4 separate regions of the Mus musculus genome follow, and all the other regions are linked to region 1. Evidence: chromatin contacts called from public HiChIP or PLAC-seq data. All regions are on one chromosome and are shown on one strand. Each heading gives the region's core, a stretch centred on a gene start, on an enhancer-like site or on the middle of the called end of the contact. The rest is flanking DNA. Distances are from core to core; before and after follow the strand shown. Region 1 overlaps Igf1r (insulin-like growth factor I receptor). Region 2 overlaps Pgpep1l (pyroglutamyl-peptidase I-like). Region 3 holds the start of 4833412C05Rik (RIKEN cDNA 4833412C05 gene). Region 4 overlaps Igf1r (insulin-like growth factor I receptor).

The links. HiChIP or PLAC-seq counts read pairs in DNA pulled down with a chosen protein or histone mark.
Region 2: an H3K27ac HiChIP or PLAC-seq map of trophoblast stem cells shows a contact between it and region 1, with 9 read pairs. The contact joins two enhancer-like sites. A contact is called at or near these places in 2 of 115 datasets of contacts at active chromatin or transcription factors (double positive thymocytes and trophoblast stem cells) and 2 of 9 other capture datasets (adipose tissue and liver).
Region 3: a FOXA1 HiChIP or PLAC-seq map of pancreatic cancer cells shows a contact between it and region 1. The contact joins the promoter of 4833412C05Rik here to the enhancer-like site in region 1. A contact is called at or near these places in 1 of 39 promoter capture datasets (embryonic stem cells), 1 of 484 Hi-C or Micro-C datasets (the HPC-7 cell line), 4 of 115 datasets of contacts at active chromatin or transcription factors (embryonic stem cells, extraembryonic endoderm stem cells, pancreatic cancer cells and 1 more) and 3 of 9 other capture datasets (embryonic stem cells, embryonic tail and embryonic trunk).
Region 4: a FOXA1 HiChIP or PLAC-seq map of pancreatic cancer cells shows a contact between it and region 1. The contact joins two enhancer-like sites. A contact is called at or near these places in 3 of 484 Hi-C or Micro-C datasets (the G1E-ER4 cell line, the HPC-7 cell line and embryonic fibroblasts), 3 of 115 datasets of contacts at active chromatin or transcription factors (double positive thymocytes, epiblast stem cells and pancreatic cancer cells) and 3 of 9 other capture datasets (adipose tissue, liver and pancreatic islet).

Annotation. Positions count from the first base shown.
Region 1 is chr7:68,020,303-68,022,977 of GRCm38.p6, forward strand. The region is part of intron 2 of Igf1r (insulin-like growth factor I receptor); the gene reads left to right. Among named protein-coding and RNA genes, the nearest start is that of Igf1r, 69 kb to the left of the region's middle. Within about 2 kb of position 1,314, at least 134 of the 459 cell types and tissues checked have an H3K27ac peak or open chromatin away from gene starts, as enhancers often do. A contact at or near this core is called in embryonic fibroblasts, extraembryonic endoderm stem cells, pancreatic cancer cells and 1 more, where this site is marked.
Region 2 is chr7:68,258,585-68,261,259 of GRCm38.p6, forward strand. All of the region lies in intron 1 of Pgpep1l (pyroglutamyl-peptidase I-like), which reads right to left. Among named protein-coding and RNA genes, the nearest start is that of Pgpep1l, 4.3 kb to the right of the region's middle. Within about 2 kb of position 1,342, at least 34 of the 459 cell types and tissues checked have an H3K27ac peak or open chromatin away from gene starts, as enhancers often do. A contact at or near this core is called in trophoblast stem cells, where this site is marked.
Region 3 is chr7:67,802,201-67,804,875 of GRCm38.p6, forward strand. It overlaps 4833412C05Rik (RIKEN cDNA 4833412C05 gene), which reads right to left and starts at 1,296. Exons shown (of 3, transcript NR_045954.1): 1 at 1,165-1,296. Gm34350 (a long non-coding RNA gene) reads left to right here and starts at 989. Exons shown (of 3, transcript XR_391567.3): 1 at 989-1,160.
Region 4 is chr7:68,180,012-68,182,686 of GRCm38.p6, forward strand. All of the region lies in intron 5 of Igf1r (insulin-like growth factor I receptor), which reads left to right. Among named protein-coding and RNA genes, the nearest start is that of Gm51487, 24 kb to the left of the region's middle. Within about 2 kb of position 1,345, at least 25 of the 459 cell types and tissues checked have an H3K27ac peak or open chromatin away from gene starts, as enhancers often do. A contact at or near this core is called in embryonic fibroblasts and pancreatic cancer cells, where this site is marked.

The sequences.
Region 1 (2,675 bases), core at 64-2,563:
CAAGAGTTTTTTTTTCCTCTGATCTCTATACTGCCTGCCATAGTTTGCTTTCTATTTTTGTACCCAAGCAATAGCGACATCACAAGGAAAGCATTTATTTTGGTGATATGTCCCAAACGCAGCACTTCATGAAGGGAAGCCGAGGCAGGAACTCAATCCTGAGGGTGGGAACTGAAGCTGAAGCTGTAGAGGGATGCTGCTTGCTGGCTTATTCAACCTGCTTTCTTATATCACCCAGGACCGCCTTGCTCAGGGGCGGACCCCACCCCAGCAATCTGGGTCTCTCTGTATTAATCATTAATCAAGAAAATGCTCCACAAGCCAATCTGATGGCAGCAGTTCTTCCACAGAGATTTCCCCTTTCTCAGTTACGTCTGGGTTTATGTCCAGTTGACAGAAAACCAACCAGCACACTGCCAATTCCCTCCATGGCCAGGAAACTGAAGCACAGAGTCCTGGCATAAGTTATGCAAGGTACCTTGCAGCTAGCTAAGTCTCTAGCCCTGCCCTCTTGTGGGAATGACTTTAATGGCCTCTCTTGCTTGGCAGAAGGCTGAGGCCCTGCTGGGTGAATTCTTAAGGATGATTAGGCTTGTATATTTGTATATCTTATGTGGCAGGGAATCTCCATAGTGATTAATAAATACAGTCAGAGTTCTGTTGGCAGGTGTCCTCCTGCTTGCCCCTCCTCCTTTACCTGTAGGTCCACCTTCTCTTCCTTCTCTCCATCTCTCTACCCTTCCTCATCTAATGTCCCTCCATGCCTTCCTTCCTTGCCACTGGTCACCTGTCTCTCCTTGTCCCCCTTCCTCACGAATGACCTGAGCATCGTTAGTTATGGCTGCTTAGTCGCACGGCAGCGTGGCTCTGAGTTGTAAGACCTTGCTTGCCTTTGTCTGACTCCTCTTCCCCAAGCACTATTGATTTTTGTTTTTAAACATAGATTCATTATTTTTATTTGGGAGGCAAAACTTTGATGTTGATCATTGATCAAGCACCTTTGTTTGGCTGATTATTTTAACTGGGGAGACTTTATTTTCAAACTATTCTTTAATTGTAAGGAAATGGATGTTCCGGCTCTGATGAATGGCAGGTTGTGGTAGAGGAAGAAAGGGATGTGGTTTACAGTAAACTTTCTATCTTTTTATCTATCACTCATCACAGATAGTAAAATATATAAAGCCTCAGGATGTAATTTATCAAAGCAGACCCTGGACTGCAGGTTTCCACCCTGAATTGGGCTCCGGAACAGTGACTGAGGTCGGTGGTATGAGCTGGCGTTTACTTTCTTGCCTTTTACTTGTGAAAGCTGACCTCCAGGTTGCCGACTCAGACCCACCAACATTTACTGGGTGTCTTTTCAAGAGTTACAGAGGTATATGTATAACTTGGCTTTCTGACCTGTTGTGAAATAAGGCCCAAGTATGGACCCAGATGCTATTGCAGAGCCTTGTACTCCTGGGTGTCACCTGAGCACAGATGGGCTCTTCTCCTAACCACCATGTCCCTGATTCCCACATACAAGGACTGAAGAGTGTAGGTTTCTTCATGACTAGGGCCTGGGCAGTGAGGGCCCTCCCTGCCTGTCCTGTGTCTGCCTGTCCTCCGGGTGGGTCTAGCACTGACTGGAATTCCTGTGGACTTAGTCACCAAGCTGCAGTGGTTGGAGGACAGGGAAACCGCTGGGTGCTCTGTCACCCCAAAAGAATGCAGGCTGGGCCAGGGCTGCCTGGCCCAGAAAGTTCTCTAGGCCCTGTGGCAGATCCATCATAGCTGACTCAAAACTACCTCTCTTTTTGTCTTTTTCCTATCAAAGGAGGGTGGGGGAGGCAGGAGATAGGAGCAGAGGTGGCCTCTTTATTCACTGGGGAGGACTTTAAAAACTCACTTTAAACTGTATTTCTGTTCTTCACCTTTCCAGACCTGTAAACACACAGTTACTCCAGGTAGGTATTTTACCAAGAGCTTATGTTTGAGGAGAAATCCTGCCGGTGTGGCTGTCTTCACTGGATGCTTTTGTTTGTCTGTAGGAGGCTGGCTGGCAGGGTGAGGTGGGAGTGTCAGGTCACCTTAAGTTCTTCTTGTACTGTAGACCCACATGTAGCGACCTTAAAACGGGGCTGGGGTTGGCCGCCTTCCTGCTGCTTCTAGTGAGCGGGTCTGGCTTGGTGCTGGGTTGGTCTCAGTTGCCTCTCATGGTGCCTGCTGATAGATCAGTGATCAACGGTAGACTTCCAGGGACAGAGCCCAGGCAGGAGTTAGTGATGGGGGATGCTCTGCCACAGCTCTTTAAATCTGACCCAGAGCAGACATCTGTGCTGCTGCTCCTCGGAGCCATCGGCAGAGTCAGCCCTGGGCTCTGCCAGCTCCTAAGCATTGGCCAGCACGGTTTTAATCTACAGTTTTTAGATGACATCTTTTTCTCCGGTGGGTCTGTCAGGCGGCAGCAAAATTCTCATGGTAGGAATCAGATCTAACTTAACATTTTGAGCAACAGAACTGACCTGTGGAAGATTCACTAGGTGTCTAACTCTAGATACCCTCTCCCTTCCCTTTGAAAAGAACTGTGAGTAGGCAAGACTGGCCTGAGAACGTTGCTGAAATGGGGGCAGTTCTTCAGCGAATAGCTGTGACACTATTATACATTAAAGAATAAAATCCCCACATTTTATTCT
Region 2 (2,675 bases), core at 92-2,591, 240 kb after region 1:
ACAGGCAGCTTTCAATTCGCAGAGCCTCTAAGTGACACCCACATGAGGACTGATGGCAGACAGTTGACCTAGGGAGGTGGGGGTGGGCCAGGGAGTCCTGCCCTCCTATGCACAGTGGGCGGTCAGAGGACTTCCCTTCTCCTGGTTAGCTATGTCCTCAAAAGCAAGCGTGCTGTCGACAGTCACGAGCACTGGCCAGGTTCTCACCCACGCCCCATGCTGGGCTCACACAGAGCAGTGTGGACAAGGCTGCCCTCACCCTGAGCTGTCAGTGGAGGCCAGAGACATCCATGTTATCACTTCCGCATGCGTAGGTGAGGACAAGAGCTGGTGAAAATGACTTTCCCCAGACCCCACATCCAAAGGAAGAGAGGGCAAGAATCTAGCCCTACGTAGAGTAGAGCCTACATGGGCCTTGGTCCCACCTAGGAGTGTCCCTGGACAAACGAGAGAAGTACCTGACCAGGCAAGTCACACCATTCCAGGACCAAATACAAGCCTTTCTTCCAGGGGCCCACTGCTTGCCTTCCTTCCAAGGTGACTCTGGTTTCTTAGGAGTCCCGCGCATTGGCATTGGGGTTTCCCAAGAGCCACAGAAGGAACCAGGTTGGCCCGGGGGGGGGGGGGGGGGGGGGCAAACGGCAGGATTTACCTTCACGGCTTCCCAGCTGGAATTCACTAGGTGCTGCCGGAAGGGCCCAAAACCTGAAACCAAAGATACCCAGGTTTGCTCAAACCAGCCCACACTACCCAGTAACAAGTTCTATCACCTGGCAACAAGTTCTATAGGCCCCAGAGAACCTCAGCCTTGCTAATCTGGGGGCTTCCTCAGAATTGACTGTATGAAACATAGTCAGGGAGGTATCCAGATGCCACTGCACACTGGGTGGGAAGGATGAAACAGTGTCCAGAATGGGGGGGGGGGGAGGGTTATACAGGATTAGGGTCCTGCTGGGAGTGAGTGCTAGTGGGGGGAGGGGGAGGGAAGGGAGAGAAGGCCTTCCCGAAGGATCTTAGAGTTACAGCTCTTTTAGAAGAAGGCCTTCTCCAACAATCTTCAATGAAAACAGCTCTCTTAGCCGATCTTGGTTTGTGAGCATACCTCCATACCTCTACTAGGGTGGGGCTTGTACGAATACACTTTATTTGGGGTAAACCAGGACCTTGGAGAGTGTGAAGGAGTTTTCAGGGTAAATGAAAATCATTGGTTAGAGTTTAAAGTTCTTGGAATTCCTCATTTGTATGGAGAGGCATTTCAGGAATCCCGGGTACTTGTTGGGTGGGTTCTTCTGCGGAAAAGAGGAAGTTTGTTGGTCTTCCGAGGCTACTTGACCTTTCCCAGGTAGAGAGTATAGGGAGTCCCCTAGACAAGGTCAGAGAAGGGGAAGCCCAGATGGTATAGAGTCCTCCATTTTGCACTGAGCTCAGATAAGCCATCTAGACATAGCAGATCTCAACCTTAGTTAGCAGGGTTTCTCTGTGTAACCTTGACTTTTCTGTAACTTGCTCTCTCGACCAGTTCATAGGGATCTGCCAGTATCTGCTGGGACTAAAGGTGTGCACTACCACCACCCAAGAGCTTGTTTTAAAACAAGACAAGCAAAAATACAGCCACAGAGTTAAGAATGTTGGCTCTTTTAAAAACTCTGTTAAAAATAAAAAATAAAAACTCTGTTAAGAGGTTATTACTGAGAAAGCACTTATCTATTGTATAAAGACTATTATGTGATATATTTAAAAGGTCTAACAATAAATAAATCTTTGGGCTGGAGCCAGCGGGGCCGGAGCCAGCGGAGGTACTGAATTTAATTCCCAGCAATGACATGATGGCCCACAACCATCTGTACAACTACAGTGTACTCATATACATACAATGAATAAATAAAATCTTAAACAAACAAACAAAGAAAGAATGAGAAACTGGGTCTCACATATTGATAGGAATGGAAGACACTACTTTGCAATATGGTGATAGATTTAAAAAAAAGATTTATTTATTATTATTATATGTGAGTACACTGTAGCTGTCTTCAGAAGCTCCAGAAGAGGGCATCAGACCTTGTTATGTTATGGGTGGTTGTGAGCCACCGTGTGGTTGCTGGGATTTGAACTCAGGACCTTTGGAAGAGCAGTCAGTGCTCTTAACCGCTGAGCCCCAATTTTTTTTTTTTTTAGAGCTGAAAGTGGACTGAGTAACATGTATACACCTGGCCACTGATCTCAGAACTGGAAACTACTGTTTACAGTAGTGTTCTCCACTCTAACAACTCTAAAGCTGTAAACTATCTATATATCCTTCCATAGGTTTTAAATAAGTGTTCTACTTTAACTGTTGCTGTAATAAAAACAACAACGAAAGCAACTTAGAGGAGAGAGGAATTCATTTCAGCATATAATTATGTTATAGCCCATCACTGTGGGAAAGTTGAGGCAGGACTTCAAACAACAGTCACATAGCATCCACAGTCAAAGAGCAGAGAGATGCACACATGCTCACTTGCTTGTGCTCAGTTTGATTTCTCCTCTCTCCTACAGCTCAAGGATCTCCAGCCTAAGGAATGGTACCACCTACAGTGGGCTGGGCCTTCTCATATCAATTAGCCAATTGTCTTACTTGTGGGCACAGACATACTCACAGGCCAACATTCCTAGGAAATGTTGACATGCCCACAGGC
Region 3 (2,675 bases), core at 46-2,545, 220 kb before region 1:
ACCAGAGGGACACGGGGGTCGTTAGTGTCCAATTCGGGGGATCAGGGAAGACTTTGTGGGGGATTTATTCACGGCCTTGACAGTGGATCACAAAGAGCTCAGCAATGAAGGAAGAAAGCATCCCTGTAAAATTAGCCACCTAAAGTTCCGCCACCCACCAAGGCCCACAGTTTAGTGCTGCCATGAGTCCCCTCTGAACAGCCACAGGACAAGATCCACTTATACACGCTGTTGACTCCCTGCTGTGTCCATTTAACAGTGTGTGGTGGATATTTGGCCTCTGACAATTATTCCTAGTCTACATCCCATTTAAGCAGCCAAAGACGATTCCATTACATGGGTGTACAGTAAACGAATCAAATCCCTATTAATGAACATTTAGGGTTTGGGTCAAGGGTATATACACTCTGGAACCCCAAGGCCTGAGCCTGAATCCAGTTAGTGACCTGGCTGGGTGGTAGGAGGAAGGCTGTGTTTCTGAAGGCGTGGTCCTTCCCCGTAGCAGAGGTACCTGCAGATGGTAATGATGTGGGATATTCAGAACAGTGGTTAGCACCCAGGGAGCGCTCAATCAAGGCTCGGATCGGACAGGCTATAAGCACTCTGTCATCCTGACCAAAGTGTTGGTTTGCTCCCCTCTGTTTCATCACTCAAAACACCCAAAGTGCACACAGTCAAAAAGCACATACATGAGCGCAATCATCTAGTCACCACTGTGATCGGTAAGAGGTAGTGAACGAGGAGAGCCTCTGACTCCTTCCTGGAACCCATCAGGACCCTCCCGTTATCCACAAACCATCTAGTGAGGTTTCTTGATTTGCCTTCTGGGTGGCCTTCTGGAATCTAAAGCAAGAGGAGCATTCATAACAAGTCAAGTCAGACGCTTTCACTACGATTTCAAGGAGGGGAAGCTGGAGTCGAGGCCATGTTTGAAAATATAGGTCAAATCTTGGTTTCTGTGGTTACTGAACACTGTCAGCCACTGTGACTCCCTCTGTGTGGGTGATGCCAAGGTTCAGAGGTCTGACAGCCCTGTCTAGCTCCTCTACAAGTGTCACCTCTCTCGCCCCTCCCCAAGGTCTGAGGCTTCTCTCAGCCCTACTGACCCCCAGGCCCGAGGGTCCTGAGCTTGGGCAACACCCAGGAGTAAGCTACTGCAGGTACCTTGCTCTTCATGCCTGAGGTTGGGGGCGGGGTGCTGGGACTGCTGCTGCTGAAGTTCGGGATGTCTCCATACCCCTGCAGTTCTACCCACTAGTCTGCTGCTGCATGTGGGGACTGCCGGGGAGCAGGGAGGAGGCCATGTGGGGAGGGAACAATGTAGTGGGTTGTTTAGCTGACTGTCAGCCTCGTTCTGGGATCCTCCTTTCCACGCCCCTTGGCTTAACCGCCACAGGCACAGCTCACAGAGGCAAGAGCCCCCTTATTTGGTCTTGGAAAGAAAGGGGAAAGGTTATCCTCGGATGCCTGCGGCGTTGGGTCATCAGCCCGCAGTTGCTGGCCCGCACCCGCGGGTGCAGTTCAGTCTCCCACCGGCAGGTGGCGGCACCGCGCAGGGTCTGGGGAGATGGCCAGCTGGTAAACAACCCGCAGGATCCAATGCCCTAGGGTGGGGACCCGCCCGGATGGGGGTGGGCGCCTTATGAGTCCGCACGTGGACAGTGATGCGGAGGGAGAAGCTAAGCTTCAGAGGAAGGGAATGGGGAGGAAAGAGCCCAATACCTTGTTTGTGGGAGAGTCAAGCTTCCCGAATTGCTCTGGCTGTAGGGTGTGACTTTGCCTTGATGGATTTCACGTGAGCGGCTGGAGAGTGCGCTGTGCCAGGCGGGAATCTGCTTCAAAGTCACCCACGCGGGTTCAGGGGACTCGAATCTCTGGATGTGTGTCAGTAAGGCACCGTGTGGGGCTCTGCACCAGCTGGGAGATTCGCTTTCTTGCCCATCCTTTTTCCTCTCAATCTCCTCTCTACCCCCCCCCCCCCGCCTCCTCCTTGCTCTTCCTGCCTCTCCGTGAGCCTGGGGGTGTGAAGCGACCCACTTTCCTCCTTGTGGCCCGAAGAGTTTTTAAGTTCGAACCGCCACGTGGCTGGTTCCTTTCCTACACCTTCCTGCAAGAGAACAATTGCCACCATTTTATCTTGAGGTTAGAAAGGCTCTGGTCACCCCAACAGTAATGGACAATGCTGGTTCCCCAAAGCCAATGTTTGTTTCAGTGATTGAGAACTGCCACACACACACACACACACACACACACACACACACACACACACACACACACACGCACGCACGCACGCACGCCCCCCACCCCCACCCTTGCCGCCGCCCCTTCCAGTGACTCCTCCAGGTAAAGCCCAGGGGTATCACAGGGAGCTGGCAGGGCATAGTGGCCTCCCAACACTTTAACACTTGCCTTTCATCCCAGCACTCAGGAAGCAGGGGGCTTAGTGAGTTTGAGCCTAGAGGGCCAGTCAGGGCTATATAATTACATTCTGTCTCAAAACAAAAACAAAAACAAAAACAAAACGCCAAGATTTGGGCTGTAGTGGTTAAGAACACTTGCAGCTCTTGTAGGTGACCCAGGCTGGATTCCCAGCATACACAAGGTGATTCTCCACCATCTGCAACTCCAGTTCCAAGCGATGTCTTCTTCCAATCGCCTCAGGTGCCAAGCATGCA
Region 4 (2,675 bases), core at 95-2,594, 160 kb after region 1:
GCTCAGCCCTGCCTGTATCAAGGTGCAGGACTTACCTATTTTCTGTGACTTTGTTCTGGGGGACTTTTGACAGTTCAGAGAGTAGCACAGGTCATCCTGTGCCTTTGTGAGGTGATTCAAAGCTTATAACGTCCTTTTATATTTAGCATCCAGTTCTTCTCAATTGGCCTCGGGGCCCGAAGAGACCAGAAAAGATAGCTCCATGGGCAGCTGAGAACCAGCAGCCCTAGAGAAGCTGAGTAAACCATTCAGGTGCCACTTCATAAGCAGTGGAGAAGGTGCTTGGGCCTGGTTATCAGTTCCTACATGGAAGACTCTACACTCGGTCCCCTGCAGTCTTCACTTAAAAGGGAGGCCTAGAAATGGTAGCCACAGATCATAGCTAAGTGTTGGCTGTGAGCTTATCATGTGACAGGGCCCCCAAATTGTTGACTAACCATCCTAGTAGGTCTATGCATTGGCAGGTGAAACCCATCCAATAGAGGGGATTTTTTTTTCTAATGTTGAAAAAGCTACAAGCTACCAGGCAGTGGTGGCACATTTCTTTAGTCCCAGCACTTGGGAGGCAGAGGCAGGTGGATTTCTGAGTTCTAGGCCAGCCTGGTCTACAGAGTAAGTTCCAGGACAGCCAGGGCTACACAGAGAAACCCTGTCTTGAGGGGGTGGGGGGGGTGCAGAAAGGAAGGTAGGAAAGAAGGAAGGATCGAACTAAGAGCCAAAATACCACTCAATAAAACTCCGGGAGATCATACAGCGTGTAGGAGCCAAAGGAAAAAAAATGAACAGTTTGGTTTTTAAAAATATTCTGTGGATGTAAAAAGGCAGTGAGCTTAGAAACGATTTATGAAGTCGCATTTATTGAGTGGTTCCCTTAACTAGTCATCTCCCTGAGAAAACAATGACCATTCAAGGACATTAGTATCTTGAAGGTGTGTAGACAAATCTCCACCTGGGGATATCTCTTAACTCTCACTATTGCAGAAGGTGTTGAGGAGGCAGGCCTCGGGTGGGGGTTGGGAAGCAGGCACTGTGTGGACGGGCCCTCCCCAGCAGGTTGATTATTATTTTGGTGAAGGTTTTTATTTTTCTTTACCTTCTGTAGGCTCCACAATGCCTGGATTTTATTGATATTGGTATTCTGGCTCCCAGCCTTCTCTGCATTGTTTAAAGAGAGAAAGTTTGTGTTTACTGTGAAAAGATAATCTTGCTTTTCAAAGTGATTAGTCAAATACCCTGAGTTTCTATGTGCCTGCCATTCATTTGTCAAATTCCTGGTTTCTAATTCATGCTCCCTCCCTGGGGAGAAGAATGTGTGGCTCAGAAGGAAGGTATTTTCAGTACAATTCTGTTTCCTGCTTGAGAAATTAGTTTACTAAGAGGCCTTGGCCTAGATGGAGATGGGAGTTTGACCTGATTAGTTGGCCCTTGTATCCGGCCTGGAGGTGTCTTCAATAACAGGAGATTTTTGTCTCCTGGGACTCTCAAGACTTGGGAGCAGCCAGACCGGTGAGGTTAGCGTTGAGGCAGCAGTTTAAGAATGGCCCATGGTTAGGCAAGACACCTAATGGGACCCAATCTTTCCACCATTACACCTATCCTTCAGTTGTCTGCCTATCCTGACCACCCCCATATCAATAAGAGTGAACATTGGTGGGTCCCGTAGGTGGCAGTTCTGACTGACAGGTATCCAAGGACCTCCCTAGGACATACACTCTTAGGTACTACGATCTGGATTCCTTTGATCAGGGTCTTTGTTTCCTACTCCAATAAACAAGCATGGTAGGGGAACACTCCTTACCAAAGGCTAGCGGCTCATTGAGCCCGTGCGTGTGCAGACCCTGCGCTGAAGCCTGCGCAGAAGTGCTCAAGGAGGGTTGGGGCTTCCATTCAACTGCTTAGCTCACACTTGAGCTCCGACTCCTCCATGTGAGGACTCTTACCTATGAGAGGGATGTATGTGCAGAGGTCAGAGGACAGCCTTACACAGTAACTGTTCTTCCTTCTCGGGGTCCTGATCACCAGACTTGTGATGTAAGTACTCTTGCACGCATGAGCCATCTCACTGGCTCTCATAAGGAATCTTAAAACCAACGAGACCTCAGACTTCACCTACGCACATGAACGCTGCTCTTCATAGCACCGAGGAAACTGCCTGTGGCTTGTCCTGTGGGGAATTCATGGCTCTTCCGGTCCTGGGTCCTGGCCTCTGAGCTCCCTAATGAGTTCTCCAGGAAGTGTCGGGAGAGGCTTGGCAACCCTGCAGCTGTAACTCATTTCTCAGTATGTGAAGGTCATGTTGAAAGCAGACCCCCTAGGCAGTAGTTCTAATGTGGGTGAGGACTCTCAGCAGGTGGTGCCTAGGTGGACACAGCCTTTAGGGCAGAACAGGACTTTGGGACATGTTTGTCTGGTCTGTGGGTGGATTTAGAAATAACTGTTTAAAAAAAAAAAAAAAACTTATGCAGACACCCAAGTAGAATCCTTGCTCTCCCCTTGGCCCCCTAAGATAGCTATCTTCCCTTTGGCCATGCCCATATCTCCCCTCTAGTGGAAGTTAGGCCTTGGAAACAGTGCCGTGGCCGGCCTGGTAGTTTCTGGGTGGACCCAGGACTGGTGTTTATCAGCATTACCTGCTAGACATCGAGATTCCTGGTGCACTCTGGACCTCTGCACCA